Regions from separate parts of the Mus musculus genome. Here all the other regions are linked to region 3. The links are chromatin contacts, called in public Micro-C and promoter capture Hi-C maps. All regions are on one chromosome and are shown on one strand. The core of a region is the stretch at or near the end of the contact, and the rest is flanking DNA. Distances in the headings are between cores, read along the strand shown. Region 1 overlaps Gm31214 (a long non-coding RNA gene). Region 2 holds the start of Bex2 (brain expressed X-linked 2). Region 3 holds the start of Gprasp2 (G protein-coupled receptor associated sorting protein 2).

Evidence for each region. A called contact is a pair of places that touch in the nucleus more often than the background predicts. Capture Hi-C pulls out chosen DNA fragments and counts their contacts.
Region 1: a Micro-C map of embryonic stem cells shows a contact between it and region 3, with 2.9 times the contacts expected there. The contact joins the enhancer-like site here to the promoter of Gprasp2 in region 3. A contact is called at or near these places in 11 of 39 promoter capture datasets (the 3T3-L1 cell line, cranial neural crest, embryonic stem cells and 5 more), 6 of 484 Hi-C or Micro-C datasets (the HL-1 cell line, the N1E-115 cell line, cerebral cortex and 2 more), 5 of 115 datasets of contacts at active chromatin or transcription factors (embryonic stem cells and neural progenitor cells) and 4 of 9 other capture datasets (adipose tissue, embryonic stem cells, liver and 1 more).
Region 2: a promoter capture Hi-C map of pancreatic islet shows a contact between it and region 3. The contact joins the promoter of Bex2 here to the promoter of Gprasp2 in region 3. A contact is called at or near these places in 4 of 39 promoter capture datasets (the 3T3-L1 cell line, hippocampal neurons, pre-B cells and 1 more) and 1 of 9 other capture datasets (pancreatic islet).

The regions. Positions count from the first base shown.
Region 1 is chrX:135,973,271-135,976,595 of GRCm38.p6, reverse strand. All of the region lies in intron 6 of Gm31214 (a long non-coding RNA gene), which reads right to left. Among named protein-coding and RNA genes, the nearest start is that of Arxes2, 19 kb to the left of the region's middle. Within about 2 kb of position 1,930, at least 13 of the 459 cell types and tissues checked have an H3K27ac peak or open chromatin away from gene starts, as enhancers often do. A contact at or near this core is called in embryonic stem cells, where this site is marked.
Region 2 is chrX:136,066,856-136,070,047 of GRCm38.p6, reverse strand. Bex2 (brain expressed X-linked 2) reads left to right here and starts at 1,812. Exons shown (of 3, transcript NM_009749.2): 1 at 1,812-1,997; 2 at 2,376-2,448; 3 at 2,841-3,192. The coding sequence starts at 2,846.
Region 3 is chrX:135,837,531-135,840,906 of GRCm38.p6, reverse strand. Gprasp2 (G protein-coupled receptor associated sorting protein 2) reads right to left here and starts at 1,873. Exons shown (of 6, transcript NM_001359371.1): 1 at 1,645-1,873; 2 at 438-514; 3 at 217-288; 4 at 1-54.

The DNA of each region.
Region 1 (3,325 bases), core at 681-3,180, 140 kb before region 3:
CACCCTCACAAATCTCTCCTCCCCTTATTACCCTTTTCCCTTCTCCTCAGAGAAGGGGAAGACCCACTTGGGTATAACCCTGCTCTGGGACATCAATTCTCAGCAAGATTAAACACATCCTCTCCCACCGAGACCCAATCAGCAGTCCAGCTAGGGGAAGAGATCTAATGGCAAACAAAATTATTAGAGACAGCCCCTGCTCCAATTGTTAGGGGATTTACATGAAGACCAAGCCTGTTTCCTTATAGAACCCAGGACCACCTGACCCGGGTCCCACCCACCATGGGCTGGGCCTTACAGAATCAATCACTATTTAAGAAAATGACCTACAGAATTGATTGAAGTCTGATATTACAGGATCATTTTCTTGATTGATGCTCCCTCCTCTTTGATATCTCTAACTTGATGTTAAGTTGACATATAACTATGCAGCTCAGTAATATTATTCAGAATGTCTTGCATTAATATGTAGCACAGATTTCATGGGTTTTAAAATAAAATCTTGAGAAAGTATTACAAAGATATATAAAGAAATATAACTTCATATATAATGATAAAGATATTAAGCTACAGGTTTTAATGAAAAAACACTAAGACAGCTAAAATTTTCAAAAGAAATATAAAGTTTGTATTTTTCTCCCCCTTAAAGCAATGATCTGGTTAATGTGAACTGAGTATTGGCGCAATGGGTTTTAGTATATTTTAAATTGTATTATTACTTATTCTAATATTCTTTAATGCCTTCCTGGATAAAACGTAGTTGGATTTTTATATCATCTTGTGTTTAACAGTGTCTTTAAACACTCAGATAAATTTTATTACAAGAGTGCAGGTAAACTTATTAGCATTCATATAATAAAATAAATATGTAAAATCTTATTGAACATTTCATAATGTTATTTTATAAAAGCAATTACATGCAGATACGGTCATAATAAAGGTAAAGGAGGATTGAAAATATCACACGTGACCAGGATTTGGTTTTTTGTTCATATACATAGCCACCAATCTACTTAGCAGACTTTTAGCATAAAAATAAGCTGTAATATCGTCCATCTCATATAAAGTTTTCACTTTATGATAATAGCAATGCTTAACTTTCTGTCTGATGACTCCCAATACTTCTACCGGAAATCGTTCCTTTTCCAAGCAATCTTCCAGAATGTTCTGAAAGGTAGTTGGACTGCAGCAGCTCCTCTAGCCTCTCCTTCTCAGTGGTGTTCAAACTGTAGTTCAGGATTCCGTCACGAGGTGGCACCAAAGCACCCCGTTATTAAATGTCTGCAAAGAAGCTTCTACAATGTGCAGAAAAATATGACGTCGTTCTTAAAACCAGTTTATAAAGAGAATGATTCCAATTCTTTTAGAGGACATAAAAATTATATTATGTGCATGAGAAACTGTAACAGAGAACCTTGGAAGAATGGTGGGAAGATTTCGTGGAAACCTGCATAGAGTAAGCTAATAGAGGGTGGAGGTCTGTTCCGGAAGAGGACCCCTGCACAGTGTGGTCCCCACAGAACGAGTAAGAGATAAGTCAGGGAGTACCCGCGAGGCTTGTGGTCATCAACAAATGAAATGGCTTTCCTATACAAATGAGGTTTTCCGGAAGATCTAGAAACACAATTGCCTCATTTGTTATTCTGTGCAAAAAGATACTCCTCCTTAAAAGGAAAAGAAGCCCCTTTACCCTTTCACTGTCTTCATTCTGGTGTCATGACCTATAAAGCCCACCCACACACAGATGTACGATCCCCTCCTAAGAGCAAACGTGGGGTGCCTGTGTCTGATTCTGAATTACTTTGCTCCATATAACAATTTGCAGATCCATTCATCTTCCGGAAATTTCACGGAGGGGGGGGGGATATCGAGGGTAATAGAATGCACGTCGGATGAACACGACCAAGGCACTATCCTATGGGGAGGCAGGACACAAGCGCAGGTGAGCTTCGTGAGAAGATGAGCAAAGGAGCCTTTTCTTTGTCTTTTAAGGAGGAGTATCTTTTTGCACGAAGTAACAAATGAGACAAAACAATTAATTTACTGTGTTGCTATGCTGGGACCAGCGTGGCCTTGGTGGGAACAGGATGACATAGTTCCCGCCCCTGGGACAGGGCCAGCAGGTGTGGGCCCCTATGAATATCGATGGTTGCCATGGGCATAAGGCTTGTTTGTATAATAATGTACATAAGTTCGCGTTCCTTCAAGGAATGCCCGCCGTTAGTGCTAATGACTCCATGATCAGCGGAGACAACCCCAGTCTGGGTGGCGAAGGTGTGGCTCATGTTTCAGCAAAATGGTAAACGCTGGGACCTTCAGGGCTGCCCCTTAAGGATGTGTTAAAGAATTCTAAAAACACAAGTTCAAAAATATATCATTTCTCAACTGTGTAAAAATAGAAGGATGCACTATGAATTGTATAAGGCGCTTCACAGATCTAAAGGCACAAAGAGCTAGCTTGTCATAAGATACAAAGAGGCAGCTACAAATGCAGGCAGATTCTTGAGTTCAAGGTCAGCCTGGGACAGAGCAAAGTTAGGCCCAGGAGTGGTAGAAACGGTAGTTTCCTGCCAGATCCTACCCAGAGATCTATTCAACTGTGTTTAACTTTGGCAGGCAGATCTCTGGATTCTTTTACAATGTTAAAAAAAAAAGTGTGTGCTTGTGGTCTCCCAAAGAATTAAGGGGCTGGGGTCACAGGTTGCTGATTCATCTGCTAATGAAAAGGAAACCTGGAGTAAATGACTGGATTGATATGTAAAATAAAAGCCTGGGCTTTTGATCTGTAAGAGAGGCGCTAATTAGAACAGCTTGGAGAACTGTAAAACACAGAGATGGGTATGGAGCTCTCCAGAGAAAGCAGAGCCAAGAGAAAAAAAGCAGAACCTAGAACAGTCTGGAAAGCTGCCTTGAACACAACATAGGTTGCCAGCTCTGACCCACAATTTGACTTGGAGTCCTGTTTCACTGCTCCCAGACACCCCTTCCCCCCACCCCCAACCGCACTCTAAGCCAAGGCTAGTCCTTGACATTTCCAGGTCTTTTGGAAAACTTCATTTGTATATTAAAGCTCACAGGTACTCATGGATTTATTATCTCTTACTCTCTCAGTATCAACAAAACCATATGTGATCATGTGCTAGATTAAAATAATACACAAACCAAGAAATAGAAGAGGGGGAAAAGAAAGATGGAGGTGGATGCTGCCTGGGCAAGCGAGTACGGAACCTGCCGGGAAGGACAGTGGAGCAGACATTCCTGGATTTTCTGGGATTACAGGAAACCACTTTTGTGCTATCAGTGTTTGGACATGTAAGGCTGAGAT
Region 2 (3,192 bases), core at 563-3,062, 230 kb before region 3:
TTTTCTCTCTCTTTTGCTAGTTTGGCTAAGATTTTGTGAGTATCATTAATCGTCTTGAAAAAACAAATCTTTTATTGCATGTATTGTTCTTTTAGTTTCTATTTTATTGATTTCCCCTTTACTCTTTTATTATTTCTTACCATGTGTTAAGTTTGGGCTTGTTTTTTGTTGTTTGTTTGTTTGTTTGTTTGTTTTCTTTGTTGTTGTTTTTTAAGAGCCCCATCATTTTGTCATTCACTTGAGATCTCTCTGTGTTTGTTTGTTGTTCTTGCTTTTTTTTTTATAACAGTATCTCACTATGTAGCCCCAGGTGGCCTGGCACTTGCTATGTTTACCAGTCTGGCCACAAATTCACACCTAGATCTTTCTGTCTCAGTGGTCTAAAGGGTCCCAGCAAGCCACACCTCGCCCGAATGCTACAAAGAGTTAACAACCAGAACCCAGACAGGATTCTACTGGAACTGGGTGAAAAGAGAAGAGCCTTGGGAGCCCCCTTTCCCCCCACCCAAGAGACCCTTCTGTAATTTACATAGGATCTAAAAAATGTAGGATATTTTTGTGGCTTCTAATATGAGAGCAGACCTCTAATCAATGCTAAAAAGAACTGGGGGGGGGGGTTCTGGAAGAATTGCACAAGAGGAAGCAACGGTGATTGGTTTCTCCATGTGGTTTTGAAGAATACAACAGGAACCTGGATGGAGGAAATGAGGGCCTCTGGAATTTGGTGTTAAGGAAACCAATGCCTTCCTAATCTCACTCTCTCTCTTTTATAAAAAAAAAAACAGGTACCAGTTCTGATTTTATTTCACCATACTAACATACACGGCACTTGAGAATGAGAAATGCACAAGTGAACCATTCAACAGCTTGCCTTTTACTCAAGGACACGATATTCATATTAAACATACAGTCTTCCCACTCTGACTTTTTTTCAGAGCAGGGATGATAACATCTTTGGTCTGTCAACCCTCAAAGCTTTCTCCCTTTGCTTAGGTCCTTAAAGCTATCCACAGTGATAGCCAGGAACTTTCAGTTGCTAACAAAAGTCTTTCTACAGTTAAAGACTGATGGTAATTACAGGGTAAGACGGAACAGAATTATTAATACTTGGTATTGGCTCCTAAAGGGGAAAAGATTGCTTACAACAAATTATTATGCTCTAACAACTGGACTTGTTTCTTAAGATTCATTAAACTGATTTTAAATACACACATTTTTCAAAGAGATCCTGTTTTTAACGTTTTCCAGGAAAAAATTTAAACAAACTATTGATGATCAGAGTAAATCTATTGAGTCGAGCACAGAGCACAGGAGAACATTTTTTTTCATGTTTGTTTGTTTAGTTTTTACTTTGCCAGTTTTAAACATTTTGTTCAAAACAAATCTTCTACTTTTCAAAATTTGAGCCGTGAAAAACTGTTCTGAAATAGGGACTCATTCTATGGCCCAAACTGATTTGAAACTCACTGTGTAATCTATATGGGTTCCAATCCATGGTGAATTTCCTACTCCAGCCAGGATTTCAAGAGTGGGCCACTAGTTCTGGCTCAGACCTATTAACATTTAAAAAGAAAATAAAGAGAAATTAATAGAAGGGATTTATACAGATGGAAAGAGAGAAAACGGACTTCCAGGATGAGGGTGTGGTGTTGCTGAACCAAGGAGCATGGTGCAGACCCTCCCTGGTAACAGGGAAGGGAGATGTCCAACCTCCTGATGGTGATGCCACTTGTGGTTCCTCAGATTGGTGAGGATCCGGATGAGTGACGGGTGGGGCCCGAGGTGAGCACTGGCGGCGGGGAGGCGGGGGCGGGGCCTCCTGTCGCACCGGCCTCCCGAACAGGGGGAGCGGGCTTGGCAGTGACGCAGGGCCCTCACGTGACCCGGGGCTGCAGAGCGACGCAGCCTTGGGTGCAGTCGTCACGAGCGTCTGGCCAGCAGCTCGGAGCTCCTCTGCGCGCGGCGGGCTGGCAGCGGGCCCGAGGCGAGCGGGACAGGTAAGGGGCCTGCACGCCGCGGCCCTGCGGGCGACAGCCTCGCGACGGGCGGGCGCGCACCGCGGCTTTGTGCACCGCGCGGGGAACCCCGGCTGCGCCCGGGAAGGGACGCCCGGGCTCAGGGGCGGGGACGGCGCGGGGGTCCCGGGAGAGGGGCGGCTGGGCGGGCCCGCAGCGGAGAGCGCTAGAGCGAGCCCCGGAGAGCGGGGACGGGGACGGGGACGGGGATGGGGACGGGGACGGGGATGGGGACGGGGATGGGGACGGGGCTGCTAGAGATCGTGGGCGGCCCTGTAGGGGGATGGGCGGTGGGTCCGAGGAAGGCGGGTGCGGTGCTGAGCTCGGCGCCCAGTCCTTCCCATCCCACCCTGTCTGCAGATTGACTGGAAACCGAGAGTCCAGGCGGCAGCGGGAATTGACAGGAGGACTACGCCGCAAGGGATAGGCCCAGGTTGGTTCAGTGGCGGTGGGGGTGGGGTGGGGAGACTGAACGGGGATGGATGGGCGTTAGTCCCCTCATATCCCCCTCATCCATCCCTTCCCACCTACTATCCCACACCCCTCATTCTACCTCCCAGCTCCCCTTCCACCACCCACCATTCCCACAGTTCCATCCTCCATTTTGATGCCTGCAAAAGCTTTGGAAACAGATCTGCAGGGAAAATGGTGGGTTGTGGGGAGGGAGGGTCTGGGACTGGGGGCCCCCTAGAGGGCGTGTTGAGCCTTTCAGGTAGAAAAAATAAAATTTGAAAAACAAACATATGGACATCCAAGATTGTGAATGGTGGCAAATGGGCCTCTGTCCTCGGTGCTGAATCTTTGAACATTTCTCTTGTCTTCTAGGAGAAATGGAGTCCAAAGTGGAACAAGGCGTGAAAAATCTCAACATGGAGAATGACCATCAGGAAAAGGAGGAAAAGGAAGAAAAGCCACAGGATGCTAGCAAAAGGGATCCGATTGTGGCCCTGCCTTTCGAAGCTGGAGACTACTACGTGCCTAGAGGAGGTCGCAGGCGGTTCCGGGTTCGGCAGCCCATCGTGCACTACAGATGGGACCTGATGCATAGGGTTGGGGAGCCCCAGGGAAGGATGAGAGAGGAGAACGTACAGAGGTTTGGGGATGATGTGAGACAGCTCATGGAGAAGCTGAGGGAAAGGCAGCTGAGCCACAGCCTGCGGGCGGTTAGCACTGACCC
Region 3 (3,376 bases), core at 624-3,123:
TCGCCTTGAAGCCTTCTTCCCTTGCTTGAAGAACTGGCTAGCCTTAAAGCAGGGCTGTGGACAAAGACATGAAAATGTCTGACAATCAGGAAATGATGGCAGCAGCTTTGTGCAAATTAAGGGGACAATAAAGGCATCGGGCACCCTCTTGGGTTAGAGCAATCTGAATTTGCCTCCTCAGTGGCTGGCTCCTGCACTGCCCTGAGTCTCACCAACCTCCAAGATCTGAGACAGTCGCCTTGAAGCCTTCTTCCCTTGCTTGAAGAACTGACCAGCCTTAAAGCAGGGCTGTGGACAAAGACATGAAAATGTATGACAATCAGGAAATGATGGCAGCAGGTGTGGGCAAATTAAGGGGACAGTAAACACCCTCTTGGGTTAGAGCAATCTGAATTTGCCTCCTCAGTGGCTGGCTCCTGCACTGCCCTGAGTCTCACCAATCTCCAGAGATTTGAGACAGTCGCCTTGAAGCCTTCTTCCCTTGCTTGAAGAACTGACCAGCCTTAAAGCAGGGCTGTGGACAAAGATGAAAATGTATGGCACTTATATGATGGTAGCAGCTGATCATGTTATGAATGTCACCAAGGATATGAACCAGATCATGTGTCTTTCAGCATTTAGGGTCCTACTGCTGGAACATTCTAGATTTATTTAGCCTGGCTGTAGGGCTCCTGAGGTAACACCCCCTTCTTTGATGTCATCCTTATTAGTCCCTTCTGCAATGTTGAAGATCCGCCACTAGGTGGCCATATTTCCTTTCCTTGCGCAGCAAAAAATGGGGGAAGGGCGCAGCACATTCTAGAAACCAGGTTCTGAAGTGGTCCTTGGATTTATGACTCCGTCATCATCCCCAAACCATCTTTTCAGACCCCAGATTTGGGAGGGAGGGGAAAGGCAGTGTGGAAGGTACCTACAAGGTTGTGAGAAATGAGATTAGGAGACACTAATGGATATCCCACCTGTTCTGGCCAGTCACCCCCACCATTTTTTGCATCTCCACTCACTGTCTGGTGCCCATCCCCATTACTACACACCTCCAGAAATCCGCGCTGTTTTTTCTCTTCTTCTTTTCTCAAGCTTCTGGTCTATAGATGCTCACCGTGGCCTGTCAGAATATGCCAGACCTACCATGCAGACAGGTCACTTTCCATCAATCAGAAGCCTGTGGGGAGTGACAGCACCCAGGATGCAGGGTACCAGGGCCCCTCTCAGGAACCATTTCGGAGCCCTAATAGCCGAGGCGACTCACCACCCACCAGCTGAGTTGGCCCCCTGCACCTGCACCCACATCCATGGGCTCCAGGCTTGCTGTCCTCCTCCCCCGCAACCCCCCACCGCCATTTCTCCTGTGGCCACCTACCTCATAACCTGTGTTGGTCCCGGACTGACACCTGGAGGGAGGCTGTCAGGTTGTAGGCTCTGCCACCCTCCAAAACCCGCAGACTTTGCCTCCTCAGCCGCCCCCTGCTCCTGCGGCCCTGCCTTAGTTCCCCGCTTCCTCCTCCCCACCACGGTCTGGGGTCTCCGGGCACCGCGCACACTCCAGGGAGCAGCTGCGACCCCTTTGCCTCCACTGAACTGTCAGGGCCAGGCAGTTGTTTGCAGTGCGCGACCGCCCAGAGCCCTCGACACACCCCCACTTGCCTGGCCAGGCGCACGGCCCAGGTCCCTGGGCTCCCCCACGTCCGACTCCTATTCCTGGGTGTTCTCTGTCCTCTGCAGATCCTCTCACTGGCCTTTAACGCTTTGCGCGCGAGTGGAATGGCAGAGATGTGTCCTGTCCCCACGCCTCTGCACCAAACAGGCAGGGGCTGCGCAGGATGCGACAAGCCAGCTCTCCTCGAGGGTGTCGGGAAGGGGGCGGAGGGATACTGCGCACGGGGCTCTACGCCCCCTCCCGGACCCACTGTAGTTCCGACTCGGAGTGGGCGGGGCCAGACAGCCCCACTCCTCTTGGAGGGGTGGGTTGCACCGGTTAGGCGTCTGCAGACCCCTGTTCACCCTAACCAGAGACCACCACCACTTTTTTTTTTTTGGCGCCACAACAGTGTGTGGGATGGCTAAGACCTAGAGTCTATGAGGGTTTTGGGAAGGGGGGGACTATAAGGAGGAGAAGGTCTGCAGTTAGGGAGCAGGGGGGAGCAGCGGAGGGATACTGAGTGGCCCCTAGATTTGCACTTCAGAACGAGGCTGGACAGTGCCTACCCATCACAGCACCCACTCTGTACTCCCTCCCAACCTCCCCCCCCCTTTCTGTCGCCAATGGAAGGGGAGGGGGGCTGTTAGTAATGCAGCCTGAGAGGGGACAGGTGACCTAGCAACAGCCAGCCAGCCAGTAGGTTCCTGTTGATTCTCCCATGTTTTCTCTTACTGGCTCATGCAACCATGAAGAGGAGAGCATTTTTGAATCTAAAGGATAGGACATGGGGGCTTTCATTACAACCCCCACCACTGTCCACTTTTCAAAAGGGAGATAGAGGCACAGAGGGATGGAGGGAGGGAGAAAAGAAGAGAGGGGTGGAGAGAGAGAGAGAGAGAGAGAGAGAGAGAGAGATGTTCTCATTCTAAGGAGCAATACCCTTGGGTTACTTATTGACTTATTGTCTGTCCCCACAATTGTCCTTTCCCTGTCAGTATTTACAGGGTGCCATAGAGACCTACAGCCTAGTGTTGGGAGCCATATTGGGCCTGTTCAGTTTCCTTGCCTATGGTTCTCTGAACTCATCTCTTCCCAGTCAGGTCCAAGCTCTTGTTTTTGGCAGCATGCATATGCAGGAGGATCAACTAGCTTGGATCTCAGCCACAACTCGATTCACTGTAACTGTCAGGGAAACCACCCTCTGTGCATTTTTTCTCTCACAACCCACCCCTGGCTGACTTTGAGTCTTTTCTTTTACCCCACCCACAAAATTCCCTCTGCTCTCCATCCTCTTTGCTTGTTTTGTGAGAAAATCAGGAATGGCCTTAAGCACACAGTAAAGCTGCCGGGCTTGCTCATCTAGAAATTCCTTTAAACACCTAGTTAGTTTGCAGCAAAACAACAACCCCAAGGATATGTGAACATACATTATTCGGCCAAGGAGAACTGAGGTTTCAGGTGGAACTCCAGTTGCAAATAGTGGGATCTAGCACACAATTCTGCTAGATGAGTCTACCCAATATAACTGTAAAGATTATAGGTGTGGCATAAATCCTGTGTTTGAAGGAAACAGCATGTGGGGAGGGGGCAGCTGAAAAGTCCCTTATTAGCTTTGAAGATGTAAGGACTACAGTAGCCATAGAATGTAACCTGTCTCCAGAACACAGGAAGAAAACCAATGAAGATTCTCCCTTGTAATCTTAGAAGGAAAGGAACTCTCATAAGACCTTTACATTA